3 separate regions of the Hordeum vulgare genome follow, and all the other regions are linked to region 1. A link is a contact called in public Hi-C data. All regions are on one chromosome and are shown on one strand. The core of a region is the stretch at or near the end of the contact, and the rest is flanking DNA. Distances in the headings are between cores, read along the strand shown.

Region 1 (5,169 bases), core at 795-3,294:
AGATTAGGTAAGGTTACACAAGTGAAAAATTTACGATGGTGTATGATTTTGATACGAGGTCCATGTTTGTTGTCCCGATATGTCCCGGATCTGCTCACGATACACATGTATGGAGTGATGCTATAGTTCGTTATGATCATTTCCCCCACCCCCACAGTCAACAAGATGATATGTGTAAATTTCAAATGACTTCTAATGCCCTCCTATAGCTAGATATTACCTTGTGGAGTCCAGACACCCAACATCGCCATACAAAGGGCAACAATACCATCTATCAGATTTCCAACAACACCCGTTGGTTGGGAGACAGGAGGCCTTCAACCATTGTCATTCTTTTTTGCGAAACTTTATTGAAAGAGCATCTGATGGCGAAATCTCGGAGGCATACCTCGGTATAAACCGGAGCCCCAAAGGATGATTGTCACTGTATGCATGTTCTTCACAATTGGATTCGTGATAGCATGTTACATGATTAGCAATTTGACAAATTTGACAATGATGCATATGTGCAACCTCCATTGCTGTTTATCGATGGCAACACTCTACCACCACAAGCTGATGGTCTCATGATCGCAACACGCGAGGCTATTGCTGTCAGTCTCGTACCTTGAGATTATTCGATATATCTGTAGTTCATCCCTTATTGTAACGAACAAAATTTTAAAGACATTTTAATTGTAATGTTTAGCACATTCTGATTTTCATAAATCACTTTCATGCTCGCATGCTCGTATTCAAGTAGATAATGTTCTAAGCTACACATTTTTAGCACACAAACTCAATCTATAATCTCAAACCGCAGCCTCAGAAAATAACTATACGACAGATTATGTGGAAAGCAGATTATGGTAGAATTCCCAAGAATCTTGATTATGTAGAATCCGTCGCAAAAAGAATGAGACCCAAATCTGCTTGAGATAAGTCCACCACCCCATAAGGTACTGTGAGTAGGTCCTTGTGATACACAACTATTTTTTGGATTGGGCTCAACACGGAGGCCTCCTACTCGGGGCTTTGAGTGCCGGGTGTTCGAACCAGCGTACACGTGCGCCTCCCATGTGTGCCGACCAAACTGCCCGAGAAGTTCGCTCACTTTATCGCTACCAGCCTTTCGTTCGCTCGGATGACAGGTCAACTTGTTGACTGGCCAGACTTTGAGGAAAAATAATCGAAAAAATCACATTTCTTGGGATTTTTAAATCATGAATTGTTTTTGTTTTTTTTTTACATTTTTTGAATACGTGGATCTACAAAAAGTTCATAAATATGTTTTTTAAGTTCATAGACATTGGAAACAAACTCACCTATCTAGGAAAAGTTAATAAGTTATGGGAAAAAAGTTCCCAAATTTTTAGAAAACTTAACAGATTTGAAAAGAGTTCACAATTCTTAATTTGTTTTTACATATTTGAGGGAGAAAGTTGTCTAATTTGAGACAAAAATATGAATTTAAAAACAATACTTTGAAAAAGTTCATGAATTTAAGAAAAAATATCATGAATTTGGCAATAGTTAAAGAATTTGAAAAACAAAAAAAATCATGAAATTTAAAATGGAACAAGTAAAAAAGCACAAAAACCCAGGCCAAAACCGGCCTGAAAGCAGACAGAAGCAAAACATAGCAGGCCAGGCCAAGAAAAAGCGAGAAGAGAAAGACTACTACTACTATAGTAGTAGTACGTAGTGCTAATAAATGAGCCGTCCGTTTTCGATTGAGAGGGTGTGCGCCACGTACCGAATACACTCTGTTTGGAGCTGAAGGTGCCAAGTAGAATTCGGACCGAGCACGCCCGAAAACAACAAAATAAGCCGAATTTCACACAGTCACCAGGCCACATCATTTTTTTGTGTGGAGGCAAGCCGGGCCACACCATACATATAACTGAATAAGCGAGTCAATCATAGCCCAAAGCAAGCACAAAGCCCAGTCACGAGATACTTCCATTACCCCCGTTTTTTACCAAAACGCCCTCGCTCGCTCACGCGAAACCTAACTCCCCAAAATTAACACCACGTGAGTAATCACACCCTCTGTCGCCGGTTCCCTCCATCTCTCCCTCCTTTCTCCCCCCCGAAAACTTCAAATCACCCGGCAAAATCCAAACTTTTTCCCCAATCTTCCGCCGCACGGCGTCCCCGCCCGCGCCCCGCTCCTCCTTCCCTCCCAAGGAGCCGCCAAATCCATCCCAATTCGAAATCTTCCCTCCCGATCCCCATCCTATAAACCTCCTCCGCCCCCCGCTCCATTCCCCCACACCAGAACCACCGCCAGTCCCATCTCCCAATTCCCCACGCGCAAATCCTTCCCCGCATCGAGGCCAGCGCCGCCGCCGGAGCTTCGAAGATGCCTGCCGCCCTTTCGATGGTGCCCGCCTGCGACGCGGAGGAGCCGCTCCTGGCGGAGTCGTCGGACCGCTTCTCCATGTTCCCCATCCGGTTCCCGCAGATCTGGGAGTTCTACAAGAAGGCGGTGGCCTCCTTCTGGACCGCCGAGGAGGTGGACCTCTCCTCCGACGCGCGCCACTGGGACACGACTCTCTCCAACGACGAGCGCCACTTCATCTCCCATGTGCTCGCCTTCTTCGCCGCCTCCGACGGCATCGTGCTCGAGAACCTCGCCTCCAGGTTCATGTCTGACGTGCAGGTCGCCGAGGCCAGGGCTTTCTACGGCTTCCAGATCGCCATAGAGAACATCCACTCCGAGATGTACTCGCTGCTCATAGAGACCTACATCCGCGACGACGTCGAGAAGGACCGCCTCTTCCGCGCCATCGACACCATCCCCGCCGTTCGCCGCAAGGCCGACTGGGCCCTCCGCTGGATCGACGGCGGGGAGCGCTTCGCCGAGCGCATCGTCGCCTTCGCCTGCGTCGAGGGCATCTTCTTCTCGGGCTCCTTCTGCGCCATCTTCTGGCTGAAGAAGCGGGGGCTCATGCCGGGCCTCACCTTCTCCAACGAGCTCATCTCCCGCGACGAGGGCCTGCACTGCGACTTCGCCTGCCTCCTCTACGACATCCTGCGCGGCAAGCTGGACGAGTCCCGCGTCTTCGAGATCGTCTCCGAGGCCGTGGACATTGAGAGGGAGTTCGTCTGCGACGCGCTCCCCTGCGCGCTCGTCGGCATGAACGGCGACCTCATGAGCCAGTACATCGAGTTCGTGGCAGACCGCCTGCTCATGGCGCTGGGCTGCAACAAGCTGTACAACGCCACCAACCCGTTCGACTGGATGGAGCTCATCTCGCTGCAGGGCAAGACCAACTTCTTCGAGAAGCGCGTCGGCGAGTACCAGAAGGCGTCCGTCATGTCCAACCTCAACGGCGGCGCCGCGACCCAGCACGTCTTCAGCATCGACGAGGACTTCTGATCAGTCACTCTGATGATATGCAGTCTCCATTACCAATGGCTCGCTGGCCGCGTCTGGTTGCTCCGTAGTCATAGTAATAGTAGCAGTGATACATGTGACGGGTGCTCCACAATGTTTTTATTTTCTGTTATTTCGCTGGTTCTTGTTGGTGATGTACTGATGTATTGTAATGAATCAAAGCTATTACTTCTGAATAAATAAACATCATCTGCTGCTCATGTTCGTGGAAATGACTCTGCAAAAGAATGCCAACCTGCGGGCGCGCAGATGGTGTTCGATGCAATGCGCGTGCCGGTCCGTGGGCGCGCAGGCGGTGTCCGACGAAATGCGCCTGCCGGTCCATGGCGGCGTCCGACGAAATGCGCCTGCCGGTCCATGGGCGCGCATAGCGTTCGACGAAATGCGCGTGACACCCCGTGCGCGCGCAAGGCGTTCGACGGAATGCCTCGGTGGATAGGGTTCTCAAGGATTAGGTAGGGTTTTAGTTAGGGGCTCAGCGGGGACCAAAATTGTCTGTGACCCGATTGCGGCGCGCCAGACGTGAGTGCTGTCTCGGCCCCACTATTGTGCACGAAATCTTGGATTTTTTGCGCGAAATCTTGTCTGCTTCGTCGCAGAATTGGAGTACGATACCGGAGTCGCTTGGATTTACTTGGTTGTTACGTAGCGGAGGAATATACCGTATGGAAAACGAGATCTTGGGCGGTAACTTTGGGCCCAAAAGCAAGACCCTCTGAACGGTGATATGGGCTGCGCAGTACTACTGCACCAGTACAGTACATCAAAATGTCATGTCTAATGCAGGTTTGCGCGACAACTGACACGCACTTTGTTGTGAGCGAGAGCGAGCCACAAACGTGACCTCATGTTTCAGCGGCGGCCGTGCGCCCACGTCGGCGGTGAACCGTACTGCCGCGACTGATCTGGAAGACTGGAACTTCCGTGGCTGTACGAAGCTTCGGTTATGGCTGTACGAAGATTCAGTGTCTTTGTAGCAGTAGTACTGCTGCTCTGGAGAATCAGCCGCGCACACCAGACCAAAACCAAACCAAACGCGGAGGGAGACGGCGGGAACCGGTGGCGCCGAAATGGTTTCGCTCGATCGAAGCGCGCTGCGCGGGTCGCGTTCCCGGCGAAAACGGGGAAAGCAGAGCATCTGTTCGGCGTAGTGCTCGACCACTTTTTTGGACTTATAATTATTATTACTGTATTGTTTTCTGGAATAGGTACTTTTTTTCTTGAGCGGAGGGCTAGCCATTTTTTATGGATTGAGCAATGGACCAACGGTGAGCGATCGACTAACATTCTAACAAGTAGAGTTAAATTTAAAAAGTATTGCCTCCGTTTTTAAATATAAGTCTTTTTATAATTTTTACTAGAGACTACATACAAAATAAAATAAATAAATTTATATTTTAAAGTATGATTGTATACATCCGTATGTACTTTATAATAAAACTTTTTAAATAACTTATACTCCCTCCGTTCCTAAATATAAGTCTTTTAAGGGATTTCACTATGTGTCTACATACGGAGCAAAATGATTGAATGTACACTTTAAAGAATGTCTATATACATCCGTATATAGTCCATTAGTGAAATCTCTACAAAGACTTATATTTAGGAACGGAGGGAGTATTTTCGAACGAAGGGAGTAATTCTTAGTTAATGCTCCCTTCGTTCGTAAATATATTTGTGATAAAATTGATATACCTAGATACTCCCTCCGACCTAAAATTCTTGTCTTAAATTTATCTACAAATGAATGTACTCCCTCGTTCCTTTTTTGTTTGCGTTTTAGCTCC
Region 2 (5,169 bases), core at 1,380-3,879, 500 kb after region 1:
TGGATTATATAGATTTTTATTACATTTAGTGCATATTTAGAAGTATGTATTTTTGTATCTGTTTTTTTTACCAAATATATGTAATTTATTTGTGTATGTAATGATATCCACATGGTTTTGGATTATATATAGTTATTTTATTTTTACCGTTATTACAAAAATATATTTGTATATGCATAATATTACAAAAAAATTTATATATGCATAATAATCATGTTTGAAAGATAATAATATTTCTTAATATAGTACATTAGTACTTGTATTACCAATAATTTACAGTTGTAATGCAGTACCATATTTTTTTTATTGCGTATACATAGGTGGCATGGTCATTTCGGCAAAATTGAGACCTCTAATCATTTGACCGAGATGCACATATTCTAGCCCCCCACATGTTCATTTGGAATTGGGTTACAATTCCAATTCCGATTATTTGTGCGGCCTAACAATTGATGTTTACCGTGTTCATTTCCAATTTATAAAACTAACTGCTGAGTTATGCGACCCAAACGGGGTGTTAGTGTATATGCAATGCAACAAGTAGGGTAGTGACAAAGATCACTAATTGCTAAGTTGAAGCTTAGAGCATCTACAACTAAATCTTTTATATTCGTCTCAGACGTCCGGTCAAGTCATTGACTGGTTACAAAACATGACTCAACTGAATCCATCATACCCGTCTCAAATGTCCGTACTAACCGACACCCCCATATCCATATCAAATATGAGGTCGATACGAGGACTCACGGATGCGTCTGGACACGTCCGGTCAGTCCATCACATAGGATGCGATCACACCTGAATCATATTTTCTTTTTATTTATTTATTCTTTTTTTTTCTTCTTCATCAATCAAGTACAAGTGACCGAACATATGGAAAAAATATATAAAAGGTACACCTGAACGGATGAAAAAATAGAAGGTTAAAACGAAGACGCCCGGTCACTGATCGGTTGCGTCCACGGAAGTTTAAGGATTCAAATTTATCAAATACGGTTATAAATGCTCTTAGAAGAAAAATGCACGTCTCAACCTAATCCATTTAGCGACCATAAGCTTGTAGCTTTATGTATAAGCAAACAAGACCGTTTTTCGTAGGAACTTAGCCTTAGAGTAAGGAGGTGTTTGTTTACAGGGATTTTTTAATGTAAAACCAAACATAAGGGACTTTTAAGGATTAAAAGTGGACATTTGAGACTAAATAAAGAAGTCCCTAAGGAAGAGTATTTTTGAAACATTGAGACTTTTTCCAACAGTGGTCCTGCTTTTAGCATGTCATTTAGTAACCTCCGGTCCATTAATAAGGATAACATAGTCTTTTAGTATGTAATTTAATAACCTCTAGTCCATGTTTAGACATGGAACCAAACACGTAGGTACTAGGGACTTTCTCTTTAAGACTAAAAAAAGTCCTAAGACTTTTTAAACAAACAAGGCCTAAGTCTATGAACCTATAGTAATACTTAAGTAATACTCTATTATGCATCATAATTATCCTAGCTAGCCTACCCTCATGAAATTCACAAGGGCGATCAAGAGATTCTCCTCCCACTGTTTTCCCTGAGAGCACACGTTATTGTATACTCCCTCTGTCCGATGAAAATTGTACATATAGATATTTTAGAACAAATTATAAAGTGAAGCAAAAATGCATTGAAAAAGTGCAAGTAATCATCTCTCTTCTTTTTAATTATCCAACCCCCAATGAACTAAGTACATGTAGAAATTAAGGGGACTATGTGTAAAATATTATTGGTCTTGATTACCGTGTGATAAGAGAGATACATTTCTTTCTATTTTATAGTGCATTGAAAAGATAAAAGTATATTATTTTATGAAGAATTTTTAAAGCTAAACGTACACTCTTCATTAGACGGAGGGAGTACAGACGTTTGATGTGAAATGATGTAACACTTGCAATGACTGTTTTGGGTCCTATACTTTTTGTCCAACCGATATTTCTTGTTATGACAATGTTGGTCATGAAATTAATTTTCCCACATTCGTTGCTAAGTCTAATGATGATTTATTGTGCATCTTTCGGGCTTTTGAAATGTGGAAATTGGTAGTTGCGTAGAAATTGCACTATAGTGATAAAACTGAAAAAGTAGTTTTTTGCATTCTTTATGTCCAAAATGTCCATAGTGATAAAACCGGAAAAAGTGACAAGCCACTTTCTTCATCTGTGAGAGGTTTGCAATTTGCTCTTTTTTTTTCATTCTTTGTGTCCAAAATGTTGCAAGGTTGTAAACCAATGATTGCACGTGAATACAGGTACTGTATTAGGGACGAAGCCATGGAGATTCCAAGAAAAGTTATATCGATCGGTCCCAAGACAGGCATTTCTGAGGGTTTGGTACACCACTTTTGTGCTCCCAATCCCAAATGGCAGTAGCCCTTGGTTGGCACCGGAAGCGACCACGGTCCACGGCAGCGTCCACAAGGACCAGTTCCACGGACGCCGCGGCCCTCGTCCTCGCCCCGGGCGCCGCAACGCTGCCACGCGCACGTGTCGCGCCGCGACTGGCTCCGCCCCCAGCATCCCATTCCCTCTCTGGCTACACCCTCACATGGAGCCTCGCCCTCACATGCCATTAAACCTGGCCACCCCCCTCTCCCCCCCTATTAAATCCTTTGCCGTTCGCCGCTCCAGTGCAGCAGCAGTCCAGCGCCCGAACCGCCGCGCACGCACAGCGCCAACCGACTAAACTGCCGCCCATCAACACCGGTGAAGCCTAGCTTTAGCTACCTAGCGAGGCGATTGCAATGGCGTCGCCGGCGAGGAAGGCAATGGTGGCGGCCGCGGCAATGCTGCTGCTGCTGCTCCTGTCGACGGCGGCCGTCGCGCAGCACAACTACGGCGACGCCCTCCACAAGAGCATCCTCTTCTTCGAGGGCCAGCGCTCCGGCCGCCTCCCGCCCGACCAGCGCGTCCGCTGGCGCCGCGACTCCGCGCTCAACGACGGCGCCACCGCCGGGGTGAGTGACACCACTAGAACCGCCTCCTCTTCTTTCGCGCTCCATTGCATTGATTGTTAACACGGCGGTGTGCGTGCGTAGGTGGACCTGACGGGCGGGTACTACGACGCGGGGGACAACGTCAAGTTCGGGTTCCCGATGGCGTTCACGACGACGCTCATGTCGTGGGGGCTGATCGACTTCGGCAAGAACTTCGGGTCGCACGGCGGGGAGGCGCGGGCGGCGGTGCGGTGGGCGACGGACTACCTGATGAAGGCGACGGCGACGCCCAACACAGTGTACGTGCAGGTGGGGGACGCCTTCCGCGACCACTCGTGCTGGGAGCGGCCCGAGGACATGGACACCCCTCGCACCGTCTACAAGGTCGACCCGGCGCACCCGGGCTCCGACGTCGCCGCCGAGACCGCCGCCGCCCTCGCCGCCGGCTCCATCGTCTTCCGCGAGGCCGACCCCGCCTACTCCAAGCGCCTCCTCGACCGCGCCATCTCCGTAAGTGCATTAAAGCCGCCTCGTCATCACGTACCTGCCACGTCGATTAGACATAAGTATGTATGTTCATTTTTCTTCTTCTTGGTTGCGATGAGAAGGTGTTCGAGTTCGCGGACAAGTACCGTGGTGCGTACAGCAGCAGCCTGTACTCGGCCGTGTGCCCCTGCTACTGCGACTACGACGGCTACCAGGACGAGCTGCTGTGGGGCGCGGCGTGGCTGCACAAGGCGTCGCGCCAGCGCGTGTACCGCGACTACATCAAGAAGAACGAGGTGGCGCTCGGCGCCAGCGACTCCATCAACGAGTTTGGCTGGGATAACAAGCACGCCGGCATCAACATCCTCATCTCCAAGGTACTACAGTAGTACCATGCACATTTCATTCCTGCTAGGCTACTCCTAGATTACGGACATACATGCATGTTCCTGTTGACTAGGAGTAGTAGGGTATGTTACTGTACTTGGTGTAACACAGACCACACAGTAGGTGCACTTGATTCTTGCACGTTGCTGACTAGCCATGACGGCCACTCCACCACTGCATTGCTGTGCTGACCTATGGTATAGAGTGTGAAGTAGTATAGCCAGGTACTCTAGGATGATGCGTCGACGCAGGGATGCCTGACCCTGTTTTGGCCGCTTCTCGTGTGTCATTGCGTGATTCTGCCCTGCTCTGCTCTGCTCGGTTTGTGTACACACAAACACAAGAGCAACGACGACACTAGTCCTCTGGTGCCCAGCGGCGCGCACATGCGCCGGCTTCCCGCCTTTTTTTCACGAGTGCTAGTTTATCTTTTCTTTTCGGTAGCCGCAGCGGGCAATGCGCAGTCTTGGCATGCCATCGTCAAGTTTGAGACGTGCCATCCTGACAATCAGTGTGAATATGCATCTCTTACTAATTAGCCGTAGCAGATATACTAAACTAGAGGATTTCTCTGTGCTTGGAGAGCAGGGCACTCTGCTCGCGTAGTAAAGCAAGAGCATGCATGGGCTGGAAGGCCGGCCATGAGGGGAACCTTTGCACGCGCGCTCTGCTCTTTTGACCAAGACAGACATGTGGGGCTGGGTTGTGCTAGGGCCCAAAAGCAATTTTAAAAGATCAGACGAAAGGTCGGCTCGATATCATGATACTAGTTTCCTAGAGGCTATATACTCACCAGATATTCCTTTGAACGTGCACGCCATGTTGGGTGATGACCTGCGTTCTCTTGTGTCTTGTCTGGATTAACTGTCAGAGGCGAGGAATAATTGTCCCAAGGCTGCTAGGATAACAAAACTTAGCAGATCATGTGATGTACATCACAGTGGGTGATTAGGCAATGAGATCGAACATATGTGCGGGCTGAGCATATGCATTTGTTCTCTCCATTGGGGTTTATGATGCATCAATACTTGTTCGGCGCATCAGCATGTGAGCTGACTCGATTCTTCTGGCCCGACTACACAGACATTCAGCACTTTCTGGCATCCTTGGCTGTCACGTGGCACTCCACATGGCCGTATGATCAGCGATGGCTACTCACACCGTGGCAGAGTGTACTCATCACATATTCACATGCCTGGCTGGCTGGCTAGATAGATTGGCGCAGCATGTGTGCATTATTGGGTGCCTCATTGGAACGTATCCTAGATTCCCACTGCACGTTGCTGGACCTTGGTTGGGGCCAGATTCTATGTGGATAGGTTAACCAAAACCTACTAG
Region 3 (5,169 bases), core at 1,131-3,630, 450 kb after region 1:
CCAAGGCCATAGGGTGGCACCACAAGTCCCTAGTGGGCCGGTGGAGTCAGCCCAAGGGCCCCATGGCGCCACTTAAAGAAATACCAAAAGAAAAGAAAAAGAAAAAGGGAAATTGGGAGGTGGGAAGGAAGAGGAGGACTCCTCCTTCCAAAACCGAATTGGAGGAGGAGTCCTCCTCCTCCATAGCGCCGGCGCACCCCTTGAGGGCTTGGCCCTCAAGGCAAGCCCCTCCCCCTCCCTCCTATATATAGTGGTGTTTTAGGGCTGATTTGGGACAACTTTTGCCACATGCAACTCAACCCTAGACCCCATAGTTTTACCTCTAGATCGGATTTCTGCGGAGCTCGGGCGGAGCCCTGCAGGAGTAGATCATCACCACCACCGGAGCGCCGTCACGCTGCTAGAGAACTCATCTACTTCTCCCTCTTGCTTGCTGGATCAAGAAGGTCGAGATCATCGTCGAGCTGTACGTGTGCTGAACGCGGAGGTAGCGTCCGTTCGGCACTAGATCGGAACGGATCGTGGGACGGATCGCGGGATGATTCGTGGGACGGTTCGTGGAGCGGTTCGAGGGACGTGAAGATGTTCCACTACATCAAACGCGTTTCTTAACGCTTTCTGTTGTGCGATCTACAAGGGTACGTAGATCCAAATCTCCCCTCGTGGATGTACATCATCATGATAGGTCTTCGTGTGTGTAGGAAATTTTTCGTTTCCTATGCAACGTTCACCAACAGAGCCACCTCGCCGTCGCTTTGCATTGCTCGTGAACAGGTCGGTCAGAGAGGTGAGGACCATGAGGTCCTCTTCATCCTGGGCGTCAGCATCAGCTTTCTCCTCTAGTAGCGTCGTGAACGCCTCCTCATCATCGGAGTCCATCGCCCAGGCAAATCGCCAAACACCTGGCGAGCGTGGCGGACACGCGGCCGCGTACGTGCCCGGAGCGCCAAGAAAACTCGCTAAGAAGCGGGGGACGGGGGAGGGAGCGAAGCCGCGACGAACCTTACGACCGTCAACAGGGAGATGGCCTTTTGTAGCGGCGGTAGGCAGGTGGGCGGCACCGGAATCGGCACGGTGGCTAAAGGCGTGGTTCGCTAGGGGCGGTTCCGGAGAAGAAAAGGCCTTTTTTCGCCTGACACGGGGCATGTCGCGTCGTTTTTCCTTCGCCGGCGTCCCCAGGTGCCCCCCTCCCCAATGCGGTCGGTTCGGGCTGGGACCGCCGGAGCCAATTTCGGCCCTAACCAGCGAAAAAACGGCTCTTGGAGACGCGACTGAAACGTTTTTCCCTCGCTGGCGAAAAAAATGACCTCGAAGGGCCTGTTGGGGGCGCGGGTCGAGATGCTCCAAGAGAAACCCCAATGGGGCGACCCATTTCATCCGCCGACATCAGTTTGGGTCCGGACGGAAAAAGTGATGGCCCAACGCACGAACCCATTGCCAAAATGTGTCCGCTTCGCGTCCGTGCCGACCCATTTCTAGCTCAAATTTGGGACTGAAATGTGTCGGCGCGGACGCGCGCGTCTCCTCGGTGTCTGCATGTGTCCGGCCTGGCTACTTGTCACACAACCATGCACTTACCTATGTGTGTTTATTTAATTCGCTCGCCTATCCCACCCGCCTCTCTCCTATTATTTCAATACCACAATGTTGTTGCACACTTGCTTTCCGTTGGATGCACGTGTCAATCCATTTAAAAAAATAGACACAGACAGGCCGACGGACGACCCAAACGAACAAAAAACGGACAAAAACACTGTCCATTTGGGGTCGTCCTGTTGGAGTTGCTTCGGGAGCAGCAGGTGCGCTGCGACGCGGAGGCACTGCAACTTGAGGAGGAGGAGGGGGGAGAAGGAGGAGCGCGCCCAGCGAGCCGCAATGTCGGTGCCCCAGCAGACGCCGGAGGAGGCTACCCTTGCAGCGTACCAAGCGGCGTTCGGGTGGACTGGCCCGACTCCCGTCTTCATCGACCTCACCAACGACGATGGCGACGTCAAGGGCAAGGGCAACGCCGACGACGTCTAGGGCAACGTGGGGGCACCGACTTTTTTATGTTTTATTTAATGTTTAATTAGGTTTAAGTGGATTTTGACCGGCGGTTAACCTGCCATTATGTTTAATTATGTTTATTTCTGTGAAATCTGTTTTTTTCTATATAGGTAAATCTGGGTCCGCCTTTCGTTAGGCGCTCAAGTCCTTATAAAAATGCGGGTGCGCATGTTGGTCTAACCGACTCAAATAAACAAAAAGCGAATAAAATACGTGACCGTTTGGATCGGCATGTTAAAGTTGCTCTTAGCTTTTTTAAAACAGAAGTTTGTAAGAAAAGCGGAACCAAACGCAAACACAGCCTAAAGCCCTACCCGTCGCCCTTCCAAACACAAGTTCAGCCCCGAACCGGACCCAAGGGAGCAGTCTAGCGAACGCAGCCCTATTCAAACCGCGGCAGACTCCTCCCAGCAAACCCCCCAGATCCCGACGAGACCACGCCACACCGCGGCGAAGCCCTAGCCTCCGGCCAGCGCCGCCGCAGCGATGGTGTACTTCGACTCCTGGGACGAGTTCGTTGACCGGTCCGTGCAGCTCTTCCGCGCCGACCCCATCACCGTACGCCGGGACCCCATCCCTCCTTCCCCCCTCGTCCACCCATGCCCGATTCCCCCTGCCCGCATCTCGATCTAATCCGTTATCCGTTGCCCATGTGTGCAGACTCGCTATTGCATGAAGTACCGGCACTGCGACGGGAAGCTCGTGCTCAAGGTCACCGACGACCGCGAGGTACGGCGCCCAGGCTTCTTTGTTTTGCCCAGATTTGGGGATTGACTCCAAATTCATGATCAGGAAGTGTGTGTTTTAGGTCCCGATCACGCGTGTCACTACGAGATGCGTGTTACAGCTAGGGATTGAGCCGATCGAGCGTTATTGTAGGTCATGCATTGCGTGGGATGGTTCAGTGTTGCGTATTGAATTTTGTGACGTAGCATAGCTTGGTATAGTATAAGTGGCTCGATAAAATACTACAGCAGTTAGATCGTTCAGCATTAACAGAAAGCAAAACTGATCTCTCTTTTGAGGAGTTTTGATTTTACAATCATCCTGTAAACATAGAATTCATCTCAAGTTTATTTTCAAGTCAAGAAAGATAGTGAGATGCCAATTACAACGAAATGTCTGCTTGATATCATAAACCCAGGAGATTTTGCCATAAAAGCCTTAGCAGCCGTTAGCATTAGTTCACAGTAGTTACACTAGTGTGGGTGGGCATATGTGCTTTTCCTTCCTAATTGAAGCAAATCATTGTTGTGCATGACGAAAGTACTCTTGTGCCCACTAGTAAGTTTATCTGTTCCTGGATGAATGCGTAGCCAGGAAAACAGATAGTACAGACTGCAGAGTACATGTTTAGTTGTATGGATTTGAGCCAGGAAAATATATAGTACAGACTGAAAACCACTTAAACTTGTATATGATATCCCTCTCCTCGCTTCATCTAGAAAATTACTTAGGCCCAGTTCTTTTGGCCGATTCTCCCATAATCTTGAGAATCGACCCTCAATCCAGTTTCTCCCAGAATCTTGAATCCATATTTTTTTTACAATCCTATCTAGTTAGGATGTGAACAGCTAGGATTGTAAAAAACATAGGGATACAATATTCTGGGAGAACCTGGGTGATTAGCTTAACCCTGAAGGACGATTTTATTAAGCTCATACTTAAATGTTCTGCCAGGAAAAGAACTGGGCCTTAGTTTTGTATATATCATCAAATGTGGATTTGGTATGTGATTAGCTTAACCCTGAAGAACGATTTTATTAAGCTCATACTTAAATGTTTTTTACACTGTTGGGGGACCTGTAGTTAGTGCAGCTGAAACATACACTGGTAAAATACTGCAGCTTCTGGATATGCATGTCTCAAAACTGAGTCATAAGTTATATCTTACTGTACTTAAGATGTTCTGATAATTTTGTTAGTACTAGATTTTCCCAATGGCTTCATAAAACTTCTATATAACTACCCTGTCCACATTTCATACTGCTGGAGTGCCGGTGGTGTCTACTAATTGCTTCAGTACTCTCTAGTCGACATATTTGCTTTGGAATATGATGCAACCATATAGTTGTGCATCTGATTGCACCCAATAGTTCAGGAAATCATAAACATTTGTGTAGCATTTTTTCATGGTTCAACATTGCGTTGCTGCAATGATTGAATTGATGCATAATATTTCAAGTGAAGAATCTCTTCCAGATGGAATATTTGAATTTCTGTAATTATATAGGCACGTAAGTCAGCTTACAGCTTTGCCTTTTAGTTGACAACGATAGCACATTCAGCATAGAGGTCCTATTGTGCTAGGAAATGCCGTAGATACTATTGGAAGTCACTTTCTGTGCAGAACTTCGAAATGCCTTTTAGTTTTTGTTCACTTTACTAACTAAGCATCGATCAAACTATCTATTCATTCTTGTTTGATGGCACTGTAGCGGAATGCTTTACCTTGTTGTCATGGATCGAATTAATTGACTTTTCTTGTAATCTTGTAAGGCATGTGGTGAATAACCATCCAACGTAATATTACACTATATTCATATAATCTAGATATCCCCCCCCCCCCCCCAAGTTCCATGATGTGCGCTGTTAAATGCAGTGCTTCTTTAACGGTCATCATGTCAATCATATTATATGCATGTATCTGCATTGAAAAAACAATGTGTAATTTATTTATTTATCCCTTCTATGTGATTTTAATGACTCGATGTGAAATATGACATCCAAAATCTGGATTAAATAAAAGCATGCCTGCGTTTTCTAATCCAGATTCCTAATCATTCGCTGATTGTGGTGGATTGGTTGTTAACTTTGCACTTGCCTATTACCTTTTCCTGATTTGAAAGCCATTGTTGTAAAAATGCGACAAAAAATACTGTCAAAGTTATACCTGACTACAGTGGTATGCACCAACATGATGTTGTTTGTGTTAAGACTATAGAGTCCTGCAGTTGAATGAATCAGCTAGGATTTTGTATGTCACCGTGATCAATCTTCTGCCCTCACCGTGATTCTGACTGTCAAGTGAAATGGGAAATAGTGGCTATATTTAATAAATGAACGTAAAGTCTGAAATATAATGTTACTCTTGTTTATTTGTTCTTTTATTAAGATTAGCAC

The links. A called contact is a pair of places that touch in the nucleus more often than the background predicts.
Region 2: a Hi-C map of seedling shows a contact between it and region 1, with 6 times the contacts expected there. The contact joins the promoter of LOC123408823 here to the promoter of LOC123407608 in region 1. A contact is called at or near these places in 2 of 6 Hi-C or Micro-C datasets (leaf and seedling) and 1 of 1 datasets of contacts at active chromatin or transcription factors (embryo).
Region 3: a contact with region 1 is called in a Hi-C map of leaf, with 10 times the contacts expected there. The contact joins the promoter of LOC123411626 here to the promoter of LOC123407608 in region 1. A contact is called at or near these places in 3 of 6 Hi-C or Micro-C datasets (leaf and seedling) and 1 of 1 datasets of contacts at active chromatin or transcription factors (embryo).

What each region holds. Positions count from the first base shown.
Region 1 is chr7H:111,420,725-111,425,893 of MorexV3_pseudomolecules_assembly, reverse strand. It overlaps LOC123407608 (ribonucleoside-diphosphate reductase small chain), which reads left to right and starts at 2,044. Exons shown (of 1, transcript XM_045100773.1): 1 at 2,044-3,582. The coding sequence starts at 2,345. The coding sequence ends at 3,364.
Region 2 is chr7H:110,921,301-110,926,469 of MorexV3_pseudomolecules_assembly, reverse strand. It overlaps LOC123408823 (endoglucanase 17), which reads left to right and starts at 2,629. Exons shown (of 6, transcript XM_045101863.1): 1 at 2,629-2,979; 2 at 3,061-3,468; 3 at 3,567-3,821. The coding sequence starts at 2,767.
Region 3 is chr7H:110,967,258-110,972,426 of MorexV3_pseudomolecules_assembly, reverse strand. LOC123411626 (signal recognition particle 9 kDa protein) reads left to right here and starts at 2,380. Exons shown (of 4, transcript XM_045104590.1): 1 at 2,380-2,604; 2 at 2,707-2,775. The coding sequence starts at 2,533.